Linked DNA regions of Mus musculus: regions 2 and 3 are each linked to region 1. The links are chromatin contacts, called in public Hi-C and HiChIP or PLAC-seq maps. All regions are on one chromosome and are shown on one strand. Each heading gives the region's core, a stretch centred on a gene start, on an enhancer-like site or on the middle of the called end of the contact. The rest is flanking DNA. Distances are from core to core; before and after follow the strand shown.

Evidence for each region. Hi-C and Micro-C count contacts between places; a contact is called where the count stands out from the background. HiChIP or PLAC-seq counts read pairs in DNA pulled down with a chosen protein or histone mark.
Region 2: a Hi-C map of regulatory T cells shows a contact between it and region 1, with 1.6 times the contacts expected there. The contact joins the promoter of Mtg1 here to the enhancer-like site in region 1. A contact is called at or near these places in 3 of 39 promoter capture datasets (embryonic stem cells and hippocampal neurons), 1 of 15 datasets of contacts at CTCF or cohesin (CD8 T cells), 21 of 484 Hi-C or Micro-C datasets (B cells, the Ba/F3 cell line, the C2C12 cell line and 11 more), 3 of 115 datasets of contacts at active chromatin or transcription factors (bone marrow-derived dendritic cells, effector CD8 T cells and embryonic stem cells) and 2 of 9 other capture datasets (adipose tissue and liver).
Region 3: an H3K4me3 HiChIP or PLAC-seq map of embryonic stem cells shows a contact between it and region 1, with 12 read pairs. The contact joins the promoter of Caly here to the enhancer-like site in region 1. A contact is called at or near these places in 8 of 39 promoter capture datasets (the 3T3-L1 cell line, the HPC-7 cell line, HPC-7-derived erythroid cells and 4 more), 11 of 484 Hi-C or Micro-C datasets (embryonic stem cells, epiblasts, morula and 2 more), 5 of 115 datasets of contacts at active chromatin or transcription factors (embryonic stem cells and pancreatic cancer cells) and 3 of 9 other capture datasets (adipose tissue, liver and pancreatic islet).

What each region holds. Positions count from the first base shown.
Region 1 is chr7:139,912,251-139,917,154 of GRCm38.p6, reverse strand. Kndc1 (kinase non-catalytic C-lobe domain (KIND) containing 1) reads right to left here. Exons shown (of 31, transcript NM_177261.4): 7 at 3,559-3,673; 8 at 3,102-3,173; 9 at 2,954-3,015. Among named protein-coding and RNA genes, the nearest start is that of Kndc1, 20 kb to the right of the region's middle. Within about 2 kb of position 2,549, at least 41 of the 459 cell types and tissues checked have an H3K27ac peak or open chromatin away from gene starts, as enhancers often do. A contact at or near this core is called in Th1 cells, embryonic stem cells, epiblasts and 2 more, where this site is marked.
Region 2 is chr7:140,134,605-140,139,508 of GRCm38.p6, reverse strand. Mtg1 (mitochondrial ribosome-associated GTPase 1) reads right to left here and starts at 1,945. Exons shown (of 11, transcript NM_199301.2): 1 at 1,736-1,945; 2 at 1,126-1,190. The coding sequence starts at 1,844.
Region 3 is chr7:140,080,637-140,085,540 of GRCm38.p6, reverse strand. Caly (calcyon neuron-specific vesicular protein) reads left to right here and starts at 2,993. Exons shown (of 5, transcript NM_001190385.1): 1 at 2,993-3,079.

The sequences.
Region 1 (4,904 bases), core at 1,300-3,799:
ACAGCTAGGGCTACACAGAGAAACCCTGTCTCAAAAAACCAACCAACCAACCCCCCCCAAAAGTAATTAGTCCATTACTTCTAAACTCAGTCTTATCAAAATTACTAACATGTACACTATAAATTATTTGATAGAATATTTGGCTTTAATCCAGTTCCCAATAAGGGCCTCTTTCCACTTGAAACTGTGTGCACCCAGTCTTTTCTGATTGCATATCTGTCAGCATTTTGAACTGAAATTTTTTTCCCCTTGGAACTCACTGTAGACCAGGCTGGTCTCAGACTCAGAGGTCACACTGCCTCTGCCTCCCCTGTGCTAAGATTAAAGGCATGTGATACCCCTTCCAGGTAGCTCTGCTTACAGCATATCTAGGGCTTCTCTAATATGCCTTGTTCAACACTTCCGAATAGCCACAATATCCACCAGCCACTTCCTGGAGCTTTAGAACCACTTCTCCAGGCAGTCAGAGTAATTACCCTACATCTATAGCACCAGAGGCATTTTTGTTAATTTTTTAAAAGAAAGACAATTAAAAAAAAAATTAAGTACATTGTTCTGCCTGCAATATATGCCTGAATGCCAGAAGAGGGCGCCAGATCTCACTATAAATGGAGGTGAATCATCTCCTGGGAATTGAACTCAGAACCTCTGGAAGAGCAGTCAGTACTCTCAACCTCTGAGCCATCTGTCCTGACAAGTTGTTTGTTAAATTTTATGTGCTTTCTTTCTTTCTTTCTTTCTTTCTTTCTTTCTTTCTTTCTTTCTTTCTTTCTTTCTTTCTTTCTTCCTTCCTTCCTTCCTTCCTTCCTTCCTTCTTCCTTCCTTCCTTTCTTTCTTTTTTTGCCTGTGGGCTAAGACCTCTTCGGCAAACCCCATCTCTAAAATTTACATTATGATTCATAACAGTAGCAAAATTACAGTTATGAAGTAGCAATGAAAATAATGTGTGGTTGGAAGTCACCACAACGTGAGGAACTGTATTAAAGGGTCTCAGCATGAGGAAGGTTGCGAGCCACTGCACAAGAGTCTTCAGATTCTAAGCCCAAGTCCCTTGGTAGCTCTGGGCCATCACAGCAATCTCCTTCACGTTGGCTGAGCTGTGGAGTTTGTGTCCATCTCAGCCAAGCACGTGAGGACGCTGCTTGTGGTGTCTCCTGCCGTCCTGGTGCTTGCAAACGCCCCTCCCTCTGCCATCTCTGCTTTGCGTGCTTTCTCTTTTCCTGCTTCTCTGGCTCCCCGTTCCGTCTGCTTCACCTGCCCTGTTTCTAGGGCATCCCTTTGTCTATCAGACTGCTTCCTAGTGGCTTGTTTGCACAGTGGATCATTGTCAACGTCCTCCAAGTCTGCATCCAGCTCGCCTCTCCCACTTTTGATTAAGTATTTCCTCCACAGACATTTATAAACAAATGAAGCTGTTATCTGATACCCCGGAGCTGTTACCGGAGAAGCTACCTGCTGTGGCTGCTACAAATAAAACTCTACTTGCTCTGAGCCACCAAGCCATCTCTCCAGCTCAGTCTTTATACTACACACACACACACACACACACACACACACACACACACACGGCTCCAAAACCATATTATTATTGCGTGTGGATGGTGTGTGTGTGAAATCTGTGGTGCGAGATTTCTCTACGGAACCCCTTCACTCTAGGGCTTGGATCCAGACTTAACTGCCGGGCTTTACTCGGCAAGCGCTTTAGCCACTGAATCAACCATTTTGCAAGCCCAGTCTTTCTTTTGGCTCTTTAGAACCCACGGCACTAACTACTCTTGTCTGTGATACATTTTTAGTTCTTTTTGTTTTTCCTTCTGAGAGCTTCTTGACACATAGGGGTTTTGCGGAACAGAGGACTCTAGGTAAAAGGTTTCCACTTTTAAGGTCATCAGGTAGGAACTCAGTTGCCATTTGAACCGTTTACCCCGAACATAGATAAACTGTTTCTCTTTTGACCTTCAGCTTTCCGAGGGGTTTCACTACAACATAGCGTTGGTTTCTTTAGGTTAATCCCCTTCTTTTCCGTTTCTTGAGTGGTAGGCTTATGTGTTTTGACACAATTGGATATTTTTCATTCATTACTCACTCACTGATTACTCTTCTGCCTCGCCCACAGTTTTCTTTCCTTCTAGAATTCTGATGCCATGAATGCTTGGTTTTCTAGGGCAAGCTTCTCGGGCCTGTTCAAATTTTGATCTCATTTCTTTTCCTTGTCCACATGTCTATAGTCCTAGCTTCCCCGCACCGTCGTGGGTGACTCCTCAGCATGGGCAGCCAAGGCCAGCACACCTCTGTTGCTCTCAGGGTCTCAGGTCTAGGCTGGCCAATGGACCCCAGACACATTGTGCAAGCAAAAGGAGCAGGCAGGCCAGCTGAAGTCACTTGCTCCTTCCTGGCCCTCTGGCTAGTAAGCCTGACCCCGGGGAGGCTCCCTTTACCTTTGCGGAGTTTTCCAGGTGCCACTTCTTTAGTAGCAGGGTCCAGCATAGGAGACTGAAAAAACCTTGGTTTGCTCGGCCCTGTCTGGTATCACCCTGCTCCTTCACTCCTCCCACCCGCCCCCCATGGCCCCGCCTTCTATATTGCTCCGCCCATTCCCTCCCAAGACCTGGTCCCTGCCTTGTCGAGTACCAGATAAGCCAAAGCCTGGAGGATCAGCTGACCTGATTCCCAGGGTGGGGGCTGCATTAGGTTCTGAGTGTAATTTAGTTCATTTAATTTAAAATTTATAAGAGCCTATTATATTAGCTTGTTAGTGGCGGCGGGTCTACGCCCTCGGACTGGAGCTCGTCCCGCCCAGCGTCCCAGGGCACGCCCATGACTCAGAAGACATCAGTGAACGCAGCTACAGTAGCCCCGCGAGTAAGATGGGTGCCACGTTTAGGCCATCTGGCCCCGCGATCCACTGGGCAGAGGGTGAGGATGGAGCGAGAGAGGTGATGTGGTTGGTTACCTTCTCTGTCACCAGCTTCTCTTCTGACACTTCGGGAGCCAAGAAGAGTGAGTTGTAGGCGCCTAGAAAGGCAACCACAGTTTGGTTATTCTTCCTTCCTTGGGGAACCCGCTCTGGTTCTCTGCCCCCGAGAGTGACCCTTGTGTACCATTGGCAGGGGGCGGTCCGAAGAACACTGTCCCGTCCTCGGCCACCAACACGTTGTCCAGGCACAGGTGAGCTGCAACAGAGCGGATCAAGTATGCAGCCGTGTGTGGGCAGCTCCCTTGCCAGCATCAGGGGATTCCAGACCACACAGAGACCCCAGAAAAACCTGTCAAGACTGGACAGACACTGGAGGGCTGGCCATTCTAGCCAACAGTTGCCTAGGAACACTGTTAGGGTATATCACCCTCATCGAATTAAGAATAAACGGGAGGATGGGTGGGGACATGGTCCATATTGCTCTGCCCCTGGAAATGGCTGGGTGAAGTAGGTTGGGCCCTTCACATTCTCCAGACTCCAGGCTAAGAGGTTGCAGTGTCACAGCAGCCATTCTCCCACTCCCTTTTCTCCCTCCCCAGCTTTTGGGCTCAGGGCTCAAGGAGAGCAGGGTGACCCATCACCTGGGTGCTCCTTGTGTGTCTGCAGAGTGCTAAGGCAGGAGAGGCACAGTGCCCACAGCTCGTACTCCCTGAAGGGCCGGCCTAGCTTAGACAGAAGGTCCTTCAGGGACAGGCTCTGTGGAAAAGAAGGGTTACATAAGAACGCTTTGTCCACCTGATGTCAAGGAAGGGTTTCCACGGAGAAAGATGTGCGCTTAGTGCTTCTGTTTCTACTTGCAGTATCCCCCCTATGCCAGGGGCTGGAAAAGTTCTCCAAATTAAACACGAGTGTGGGTAAGTGTATGGAGAAACAGGAGCCCTCACCCATGAGCTGGTACAGTTGCCATGAGAGAAGATGGCAGATCCTCCGAGAAAGTACAGAGAATTACCTCAAGATACAACACTGGGTACCCCTAAGATCTGAAAGGAAACTGGAGTGGACAGCAGACCACTCAGGTTCAAGACCTTTCACCACTCACCAGATCCAAAAAGGGAAAGCAGTTCAAATCCCCAGGAGTAGATGAGTGGATAAAGAAATGTGGTTCAGGGGCTGGAGAGTTGGCTCCGTGGTTAAGATCACCTGATACTCTTGGATAACTCAATTCCCAGCACCCACACAGTAGCTCACAACCTTCTGTAACTCCAGATCCAGGGAATCTGATGCCTTTTTCTGTCCCCCATGGGTACCAGGCATGCACATGGTGCACAGTCACACGTGCAGGCAAAACATCCATACTTATACATTAAAATAAAGGTTAATAGAAGTGTGGCCCATCCGTGGGACAGACTATTAGAGCACCGCTCAGCCTTTAAAAGGAGGAGTGTTTTTACTTCTGTGAGCTTGTGTTTTAAACACATCGTGTAAAACTTAATGTTTTAACCATTTCTGATGGCGTGGCCCAGGGAAATAAGACCATTCAGGAACTGGGTGTGGCGGTACACACCTGTAATCCTAGCATTTGAGAGGCAGAGGCAGGAGGACCAAGAACTCAAGCTTATTCTTGACTCCACAGTGAGTTCCGGGACTGTTTGGGCACCATGAGATGAGAAGGAAAAAGAGAAGGGGTGGGGGATGGAAGAAGGAGAGGAGGGAAGAGAGGAGGAGGAGGAAGAGGAGGAGGAAGAAGAGGAGGAGGAGGAAGAGGAGGAGGAAGAAGAGGAGGAGGAGGAAGAGGAGGAGGAGGGAGAGGAGGAGGAGGAGGAAGAGGAGGAGCACTGCGGTGTTGACTATTGGTGAACCTTGAGGACATTATGCTGAGTGAAACAAGACAACAGAACAGAAGGTTTTTTGATTTCACACATGAGGTTGTATCTGTAAAGGCAAAAAGTGTAGAAGGCGGTGAGACTGTGGAGAGGGGTGGAGGGGA
Region 2 (4,904 bases), core at 696-3,195, 220 kb before region 1:
CATCATACATGCTGAAAATAACAAAGTTTTACTTTTTAAATAATCAAATATTGGGAGGAATGGTGGACACAACTTTACTCCTTGCACACAGATCTATGTGAGTTCCAGGTCATCCTGGTCTACATAGTGAGCTTCAGGCCAGTCAAGACTACAGTGTTAGACCCTATGTCAATAGTGGTGGTTGGCGGTGGTGGTGGTGGTGGTGGTGGTCACATCTGGCAGCAGGTGATATTAGATGAGTAGACATGTATAGCCTAAAACAAATACACCAGATGTATTATTGCTAAAGTTCCTGAAGTTCTCTGAAGGCTGAAATAGTTCCTATTCTCCATGACTATTTCCAGAGACTACCACCAGTGGCAGCAGGTCCCCACGCCCACCACCAGCTGCTGTTCCAGGGGCCTGGTGGTCTGGCATCCCCACGCTCTTCTAAGGCTAAGTAAGCAGGATGAAAAACTCACATGCCAACAGAAACCAAACACAGCTTAAATGCAACAAACAGTCTGAGAAGCACCTGCCAGTAGACATGATTGTAACTTGCCAATTCTTCAATTAAGGACAAGAGGAAAGGACAGGTTAGTAGGATCATTTCATCTCCGGTTTCATAATTTACCCCTAAAAATATCAAAGTAAACAAGAGGCTGAGACAAATAAGATATCAGATGGGCCGGGCGTAGTGGCACACGCCTTTAATCCCAGCACTTGGGAGGCAGAGGCAGGCGGATTTCTGAGTTCAAGGTCAGCCTGGTCTACAGAGTGAGTTCCAGGACAGCCAGGGCTATAAAGAGAAACCCTGTCTGGGGGGGGGGGGGGGGGAGAGATATCAGATGGGAGCCTAAAAATAAAAACACCAGCCTAGACCCCACGAGGGAGATTCTGATCTAAAAGGGCCCTAGCTATTGATGTAAAAGCCTCCCGGGAACTCTAATGTGTAATGAGAATTGGAAAACACTGCTTTATGTCCCAGTAATTACAAAAGAAGCTGTCGCAGCTGTAGACATAATGATGGACCAGAGGCAGAGCAGACTAAACTGTCTGAAGGAGATGGAGAGGAACCAGGAAAGCATCCTGCTGCTGCCTTTACAGTCGAGCAGAGGTGCTCCCCTCTACAGCGTAAAAGGATATCCTGGCGTCATGAACCTCGATAACACAATCCACCGACTTCAGACTGCTCTGCATCTTCTTTAGTCCTAGAAAATAGAGGGGCACTAAGGAAACAGCCAAAGGGGGCAAGTTTAAGTTCTCCTAGGGGAATACATCTGAGAACCATCAGTGCACACAGGGTTAAAGGAGGCAGCATTCTGAGCCACGTTCCACGGTGCCCCGATGGTTCTGGAAGGTACATTTCACACAAGATGGTCTTAATCAGGAAGTTCCTGATACTGTGCGGACTTAATACCCTCACTGCACAGAAACACTGAGGCTCCGCACCGCAACTGCCACCTGTCCACTCACACTCCCGGCGCCTTTTCTGCCACACACTATAATCTCGCATGGCTGCGGCAGCCAAGACCACAGCAAACAGCAGCCTAGGACCGCACTACGTCTACAGCTGCCTGGGGCCAAGTTGTGACCTATAAACTCAGACATCAGCTTGCATGTGACTTAAAGGGACCACTCAGTGCGTCTCAAAAGTATCAAGCACAAAACAGCTCTCCAACCCGATGCCAGGAAGGCGAACCAAGGAACCGCCAGGACCGGCGCCCGTGCCGCCTGCAGCCCATGCTGGCCTCACCCTTGGCCATGTGGCCGGGGAACCAGCGTGCTACATCGTGACCTTGCAGAGGGAAGCACTCGCGCCAAGCGCCCCGGACGGCACCCCATGCCTGCGGCCACAGCCTCATGTCACTGGTGTCGGAAGAGTTCGCAGTCGGACCGCCTCCGCCAGGGCCTGGATCTGCTCACAGGGTTCCGGCGCGCCTGGGTTCCGTGCGCGACTGCGCATGCGCCTGACTCGAGCACTCTGGGATAAGCAGGGGCACGGGGTTGGCCCGGTAGTGCTCCATTCTCAGGATTCCTGAGCTTATGTGAGGTTCTTTTCAGGGATTTGAAGATAGTCTCCTTTTTTTTCTTTTGGAAAGACGATATATATATATAAAATATTATATTTGCTCTTATGTTGTGGTTGCGCACACTTTTTATCCCCAGCACCAGAGGCAGAGGCCAGTAAGTGGCTCTCAGTGTGCTTGAGACCAGCCTGGTGGATTCCAGAGCCAGTGCTACATGGTAAGACAGAGAAAAACAACAACAAAAAGACTCAATTTCATTTATTTATATTTTTTCTCATTTTTAATAGGTATTTTCCTCATTTACATTTCCAATGCTATCCCAAAAGTTCCCCATACCCACCTTCCCACTCCCCTTTTTTTGCCCTGGCGTTCCCCTGTACTGGGGCATATAAAGTTTGCAAGTCTAATGGGCCTCTCTTTCCAGTGATGGCCTACTGGGCCATCTTTTGATACATATGCAGCTAGAGACAAGAGCTCCGGGGTACTAGTTAGTTCATATTGTTGTTCCACCTATAGGGTTGCAGTTCCCTTTAGTTCCTTGGGTGCTTTCTCTAGCTCCTCCATTGGGGGCCCTTTATATTTTTATTTGAAGTGTCTGTGTATGCCATGTGTTAGCGGATACGCCCAGAAGCCAGTGGATCCTCTGGACCTGGAATTACAGGGGCTTTTGAGTTGTTTGACTGGGTGCTGAGAATTGAACTTCAGTCCTGTGCAATAGCAGCAATCATTCTTAACCTCCAAGCCATCTCTCCAGTCCCAATCTGGAGATTTTTCACTATATTCCAAATCTTTCAGGTTTGAGGATATATAGCATGGAGGATAACAAGCTGGCCTGGCCTAGCATGCCCAAGATTCTAGGGTTTCATAGGGAAGCCAGAAGAAATTGGGCTGCTGGCAATGAAGATGTGGCTTCTCCATGGTGGGAAATTGGCCTAGAAATTTAAACTTAAAATCTAGGCACATTTTTCTTCCTTTTGAGACAATATCTCACTTTGTAGCCTACGCTACCAAAACTCAGGCAGGTGTGACAGCACACACCAGTAATCCTAGCATATGAGAGATTTGAGGCAAGAGGGTCAGGAACTCAGGGTCAGCCTGAGCTTCATGAGGCAGTCTAAAAAAAGTCGTCTTTCTCCCTCGTATACTCATATAAATCAATGTAAGGAAATTGAGTTGTCCCCTATCAGTTCCCGGGCCTGCCTTAGAACTTTCAAGTGTTACACACACACACACACACACACACACACACACACACCTGTAATGCCTCCATTTTCAAGTGTGACATTTTAATGTAACTGTTATAAATACCGACTACATTCCCATTAATACAATGAGAGTGAAGTGGGCTTCATAGTTGTAAGACTAAATGCAAATCCAGCTGCTCCTGGTAGAACAGGCCTGTGATACCAGCTAAGGATGATAGAGGCCAGGGGAAGCCAGGCATTAGAAACTACCCTAAGAGAGACACTATCTCAAATAAAAGGGGTTGACATGTAACTCAATGTTATAATGGTTGCCTTGAATGCAGGAAGCCTTGGGTTTGATACCCAGTACTACTATCACCCCCAGGCCTCCAGACAGGCACATACTATAAGCCCAGCCCTTGTGAGACTGAGGCAGAATAGAAATTTCAAAGCCAGCCTGGGTCAGAGTGAGATGTTGTCTCAAAAGGAAAATGGGGGAGTCCAGTGAGGGGATGTGCCCAGATTGTAAGTTTAAAGTCCTAGGTCTGTCAAGGCAGTCTCCATCATGGAAGAGCCCCAACCCATCCCTAGCAGCTCAGATCCTCCTGGCAAGCCTGTCCCCCGTCCCGCAAAGTCACTCCTCTGAAAACTGAAATGTGTCCCTGAGTGTCAACAACAAAGACTTTTGCCCTTGAAAGATCTGTGCTTTCTCAGTCCTCAAGCTGTAGACTACAGTAAAAACCTGTTAGAGTACTGGCTTTCTTCCATGGTGTTGCAAGGGCAGCCTGGTGACATTAAAGCAGGAAGTGTCCTTATGATATAACATGCTTCATGACAAACTGCTGGGATGGGGGCTAGGGCAAGCCTTAAAGACCTGAAGGATGAGTAGCCAAGCAGAGAGCTGGACTGGACTGGACAGAAGCAAGCCTAGAGCTGTTTCAAAAGTGTAAACATAACAAATACAAGCAGGAGGGCTTGCCCTCAGCCATGCCAAACCTGGGGCTAGTGACAGTACCATGCTGTGCAAGGATGGGACAAGCTGGGACAAGCGTCTCTGCAAACTCTTCGAGCTCCCTCTGGAGCTCCACCCTTTTGAGACAATATCTCACTAGATAGGCTCGCTACACCAACCTCTCCAGCCTCAACCATCTCCAGAGGAGATGTGCAAGCCCTGTGGCAGCTACAACATGAGGAAGTTAATAGTCTAAATGTCCTGTCTCCGCTGTAACCAGGAGCAACAGACCTGTCCTCTGCAGCTGCTGTGACGACAATGAGACCAGACTACAAAAATATCCAAGAGCCTGACCTACCTAGCACACTCCTCACATCTACCACACACACCTGGCTCCCCAGCACCCTTACTCCATATTCTCTCATTCACCACGCCCTCCCTGTGTTTGGCCAACCTAACCCCCAATAGTCTTTAAGCCTTTTTATTCTTCACCTTCTCCCAAATCCCCAAGCCAGGTCAGGATAGGCTGTGTCATCTCCTTGCCTCACGGTCTTCTCAGTTCTACAGGACCATTTAGCCTACCAGTCTAGGGCACCTGACACCAATCCCTTAATGATCAAAGGAAGATTCATTAGCCATAGTCCTGGACAACAGCTGTGGGGAACCCTGGGAACGCCTCCAATAACAGGACAAAGGGCAACCATGGGCCCTAAGGCCCAAAGGACCCAGAGAGGAAAGCCATGGACTAGGGATAGAAGG
Region 3 (4,904 bases), core at 1,744-4,243, 170 kb before region 1:
CAGCAGTTAAGAGCTCTGACTGCTTTTCAAGAGGTCATGAGTTCAATCCCCAGCAACCACATGGTAGTTCACAGCCATCTATGATGGGATCTGATACCCTCTTCTAGTGTGTCTGAAGACAGTGACTCTGGTGTGTTTGAAGATAGTGATGGTGTACTTAGATACATAAAATGAATGAATGAATAAATAAATAAATACACTGTAGCTGTCTTCAGACACACCAGAAGAGGGCGTCAGATCTCATTATGGGTGGTTGTGAGCCAACATGTAGCTGCTGGGATTTGAACTCAGAACCTTTGGAAGAGCAGTCAGTGCTCTTAGTCGCTGAGCCATCTCGCCAGCCCAACAGGATCTTTTTTAAAGGCTGTAAAGGGTTAAGAATTATGATGAATGATCTTGGTTCTCCACTTGACTATGTCTGGGATTGATTAAAACCCAAGCTACTGAATGCAAGAAGAAAAACCCTAACTACTGATGGCAGTCCAGATAAAAGGACATGGAAGAAAGAAGCTGCTGTTTGCCGGTTTGTCCTCTCTCCCTGGCAAGCTCATCCATCCTGTGGCTTTGGCACCAGAACCAACTTCTGAATTCTGACATAGTCGGGGTATCAGCAGCTCTCCTCCAGGTCTCCAGGACCAGCTTGGGACTGCTGAGACACCCATCCTCATGGCTTGAAAAATTACTGGATTCTCAGCCTCCAATGTGAGACACTCATCGTTGGACTGACTACTCAGATTGCATCCTCTAAACCAACCTAATAAATCCCATCTATACATATACATTAATTCAATTAGTTCTGTTCCATTAGAGAACCCTGGCTAATTGGTAGAATGCTTGCCAAACATGCAGAGAGCCTTGAGTCCCATCCTGAGGACCACATAAGTGGGTAGCGTGGTGCACACCTGTAATCCCAGCACTCAAGGGGTGGAGTCAAGAGGACCAAGGATTCTTTGCCATTCTAGGCTACACAGAGTATTCAAGGCCAATGCTGTCACAAGAGCAGAGAAAAAGAGAAGGGAAAGAGAAACAGAAGAAGAGAGAAGGAGGAGGAGAAGGAAGAGGAGAAAAAGAAGTAGGAGAAGAAGAGGAGGAGGAAGAAGTAAAGATGGGATCTTCAAGTAGGCTCTAATCCAGTATGATCGATGTCCTTTAAGAGTAGATTAGGACACTGACAGATACTCTCTACAGAAGTGGAGGAGCAGGCTTTCAGCAGGACCTTCACCAGCACCTTGATCTCAGAGCTTTGGCCTCCAGAATAGTAAGACTAATTTTAGTCTGTGGCAGTTTGTTATTACAGACTGGCAGGATGATGCCAATGTCGATAATGAGACAATAGCAAATATTGATGAATATGGAGAACCAATAATGGGAACAAAAATAGTACAGCCACTTTGGGTAAAACAGTTTAGCATTTTCTTTAAAAGTTAAATGTTGGGCCTGGAGAAGTGGCAACATTATTAAGGACACTTGATGCTCTTGGATTGGTCCAGAGTTCAGTTCCCAGCACCCATGTTGACAGCTCACCACAGTTGCACTTTCCAGCATCTACCCAAGAGCAATAGAAGCATGTGTCTAACGAAGACTTGGTCAGGAATGTTGTTACATGTCATGCAACAGACACAAAGGAGAACAATTCAGATACCTGTCTGCGGACAAGCCGTGATTCACGACAGCAAGAGGGTTCCAGTCAGGGCTGGAGAGATGGCTCAGCGGTTAAGAGCACTTGACTGTTCTTCTGAAGGTCCTGAGTTCAAATACATGGTGACTCACAACCATCCGTAATAAGATCTGATGCCCTCTTCTGGTGTGTCTGAAGACAGCTACAGTTTACTTTTGTATAATAATAAATAAATCTTTAGGCTGGATTGAGTGGGCTCCACCAGAGTGAGCAGAGGTCCTGAATTCAAATTCCCAGCAACCACATGATGGCTCACAACCATCAGTACAGCTACAGTGTACTCATATACATAAAATAAATAAATAAATCTTTTTTAAGGCGGATTCCAGTCAACAGCAAGACAGAACTGTGAACAGAGAGTACTGCTGCCTCGAGCGGAAGACCAGGAGAAGCACGGCCACTAGAGATGCCCTGTGTGAAGCGAGGCATACTATCAACTAAACATCTGTCCAGTGCCTTCTGCATATTACCATTATTCAGGCACCAGTGACCAAGCAAGACAAGGCCAGTCCTAGGAAAGCTTCCAGCCCAGAAATTCAGACATGGAAAGGCGTCTAGAGGAGCGCCCTCTAGGTCAGAGGCCAACCACAGCTGTCCTGACCCCAGCTTCTATTGTGAGATCTCAGGGGAAGGAACAGGCTCTCCCTTAACCCCTGGAATCCCAGCTGGAGGAGCAGCCAGGGCTCCTCTGGTCTCCTGGTTGCCCCCCTGCAGTGAAGTGACATGAGATGTGAGAACTGGTGTGATGTATGCCTTTGCATGCTGTGTGTGTCAGGGGTGTAAATTGTGTATGAAGTGTGTCTTAGCAATATGTAGCCGGGCAGTGGTGGCGCACGTCTTTAATCCCAGCACTTGGGAGGCAGAGGCGGTGGATTTCTGAGTTTGAGGCCTGGTCTACAGAATGAGTTCCAGGACAGCCAGGGCTACACAGAGAAACCCTGTCTTGAAAAACAAAAAACAAACAAATAAACAAAAATCAACAACAAAAAAAAAGAAAGAAAGAAAGAAAGAAAGAAAGGAAGGAAGGAAGGAAGGAAGGAAGGAAGAAAGAAAGAAAGGAAGGAAGGAAGAAAGAAAGAAAGAAAGCAAGCAATATGTGCGTATGGGAGGGTGAAGTGTGTATCAAGTATGTGAAATGTATTTCGTGGGTGTGTGAAGTGCTTGTGTCAGGTGTGTGAGTGTGATAAGAGACAGTGCAGAGATCTGCCGTGGGAGGGGGTGTGAGGCCACCTGAGCCACAGTGGTCCCTCCTCCAGCCTGCATCTCCATGGCAACCACAGCCTCGCTCTCAGGCTTCAGCCCCTAGCCCGCCCCGCCTGGTGGTGAAGCGCCTGGAACTGCATCCTCCGCATCTACACTGCATCCCTGTCCTCCCGCGACTGCGTCCTGCAGCAACTGCCTGTGAGCCATTTCCACGTTTCTCCTTTTGGAATGGGGACGAGGGGGCCAGCATGTGTGCGTGGGTGTGCAAGGGTGCAGGGATGTGAGAGGTGCGAGGAAGGGGGCGGGTGCAAGAGTGTGTGACTGTGCGTCTGTGGGATGTACGTGCAAAGATATGGGTGTAGGGGTTGAGAGTCTATGTGGGAGTGATTTGACTGATCCGATGTCTGCCAGAGCGGTGGAGCACAGCCATCTCCTTCCTGTGGTCTCCACTAGAAGTCAGGTTGGCCCCGCTGGCTCCGGTGGAGGGTGGTCATTAGACCTCTCGGGACAGTTGGGGGCAGCAGCTCTGCTGGCTTGAGGTGGATGGAAAGGTCCCTAGACCTCAAGGTATGTCGAGAAACCCCTACAGGCCAGTGGCAGCCTGGACATTAGGAAGAATTATGGCTGCTCAGCCTGCACAAACCCCATATGAAGCTGCAAATCCTTATCCTGGGCATAGTAGGGTAGCAGGGGCGGCGGGACAGCTGGACCTCATCTCGCCCAGTTCATGGTGACTGCAGACCCCCTCCTTGTGGGCTGGCTCCACCTCTGCAGGTCTGGGAGAGCCAGTGGGAGCTGTGCATCTCCAAGGTGGCCCAGGGGCAAAACCGTCAGCTCCTGTTCGGGTCTGACTGCTGGGTGCTGGGTGTTAAAAAAGGAAACAGCTCGATGGAGAGAAAGGGATTAGCAGAAGGGGTGTTGCCCAGAACATTGAGCGTTAGGGCCTGATGGGGGTCGCTGAGTGAAGGTTAAAGGATGGTAGGAGGTATGATAGCCATTTGTCTCAAACCACCTGCCGCGGGGCTTGGCTCTAGATGCTGGGCCACAGGTGGCTGGTGAGTGTCGGGAGCCACAAGCAGCTGTGCCCCTCCTCTCTGTCCCTCTTTGCTTGGGCCCCACAGAACAACAGCCGTTCAAACTGGAGGCAAACATCTATGACCTAAAAGGCTTGGGTGCAAGCAGACCAGGGTGGGCACTGCGGCAGCGTCGTAAGAGGAGAGCACGAGCCCCCACCAATGTGCACTTCTGTGTGACGCAGCATGAAAGGGTCCGTGTGAACGTGAGTCTGTGACCTCTAACCCAGCTTTTATGGGTTTTCAAATAAAAATTCGCATCCTCCAATATTTGTCCGTCAGCGTCTTGTTGGTGCATAGACCGTGATCAGAGATACCCGCCCCACCACCCCCGGAGAGCGCTGAAAATGAAAAACAAACTCTCGGGAGACCAAATGACAGAGTGGGATAGAGGGGAGGACCCGTGGATGATGTTAGGAAGTCTTCCCAATTCTAAACCTTTATGACCCCTATCATCTTCCCAGCGGGAACCCCAAAATCCTAGATGGAATCTTCTGGTGTGCTGAGAGAAGGTGAGAGTTGTCCACTCTTGGGATGCGATGTTCTGCCTGACGACGGAGGGCTAGAAATTTGACAGGGAGCGAAAGGCCTGCCTTTGTTGCCATGGGAACCCGAGATGACGTAAACTAGCCCTGGCCGCTGCATCACCCAGGCAACCATAGGCGGAGCTCTTGGGGAGGCAGAGGTCTTTTGTCGTAGAGGCTTGAATGCTTGGGACGACATCGTCTATCCGTTCCGATTTCTTTCCTGGTTCTTTTACCTCCTTGTATTACCTGGCCGGCCGTTTATATTCCTTATAATTTCTGATCCATCTCTATCACAATGCCCAGCGGATGGGCCCTAAGCCGTCCGGTTCCCCTTGGGCTCAGGGCCAACCTTGAGCCAGCTGCCTCACTAGGACCGGATCCACCCCATAAGGAAATTCTTTATTGACACTCCATTAAGGCTGG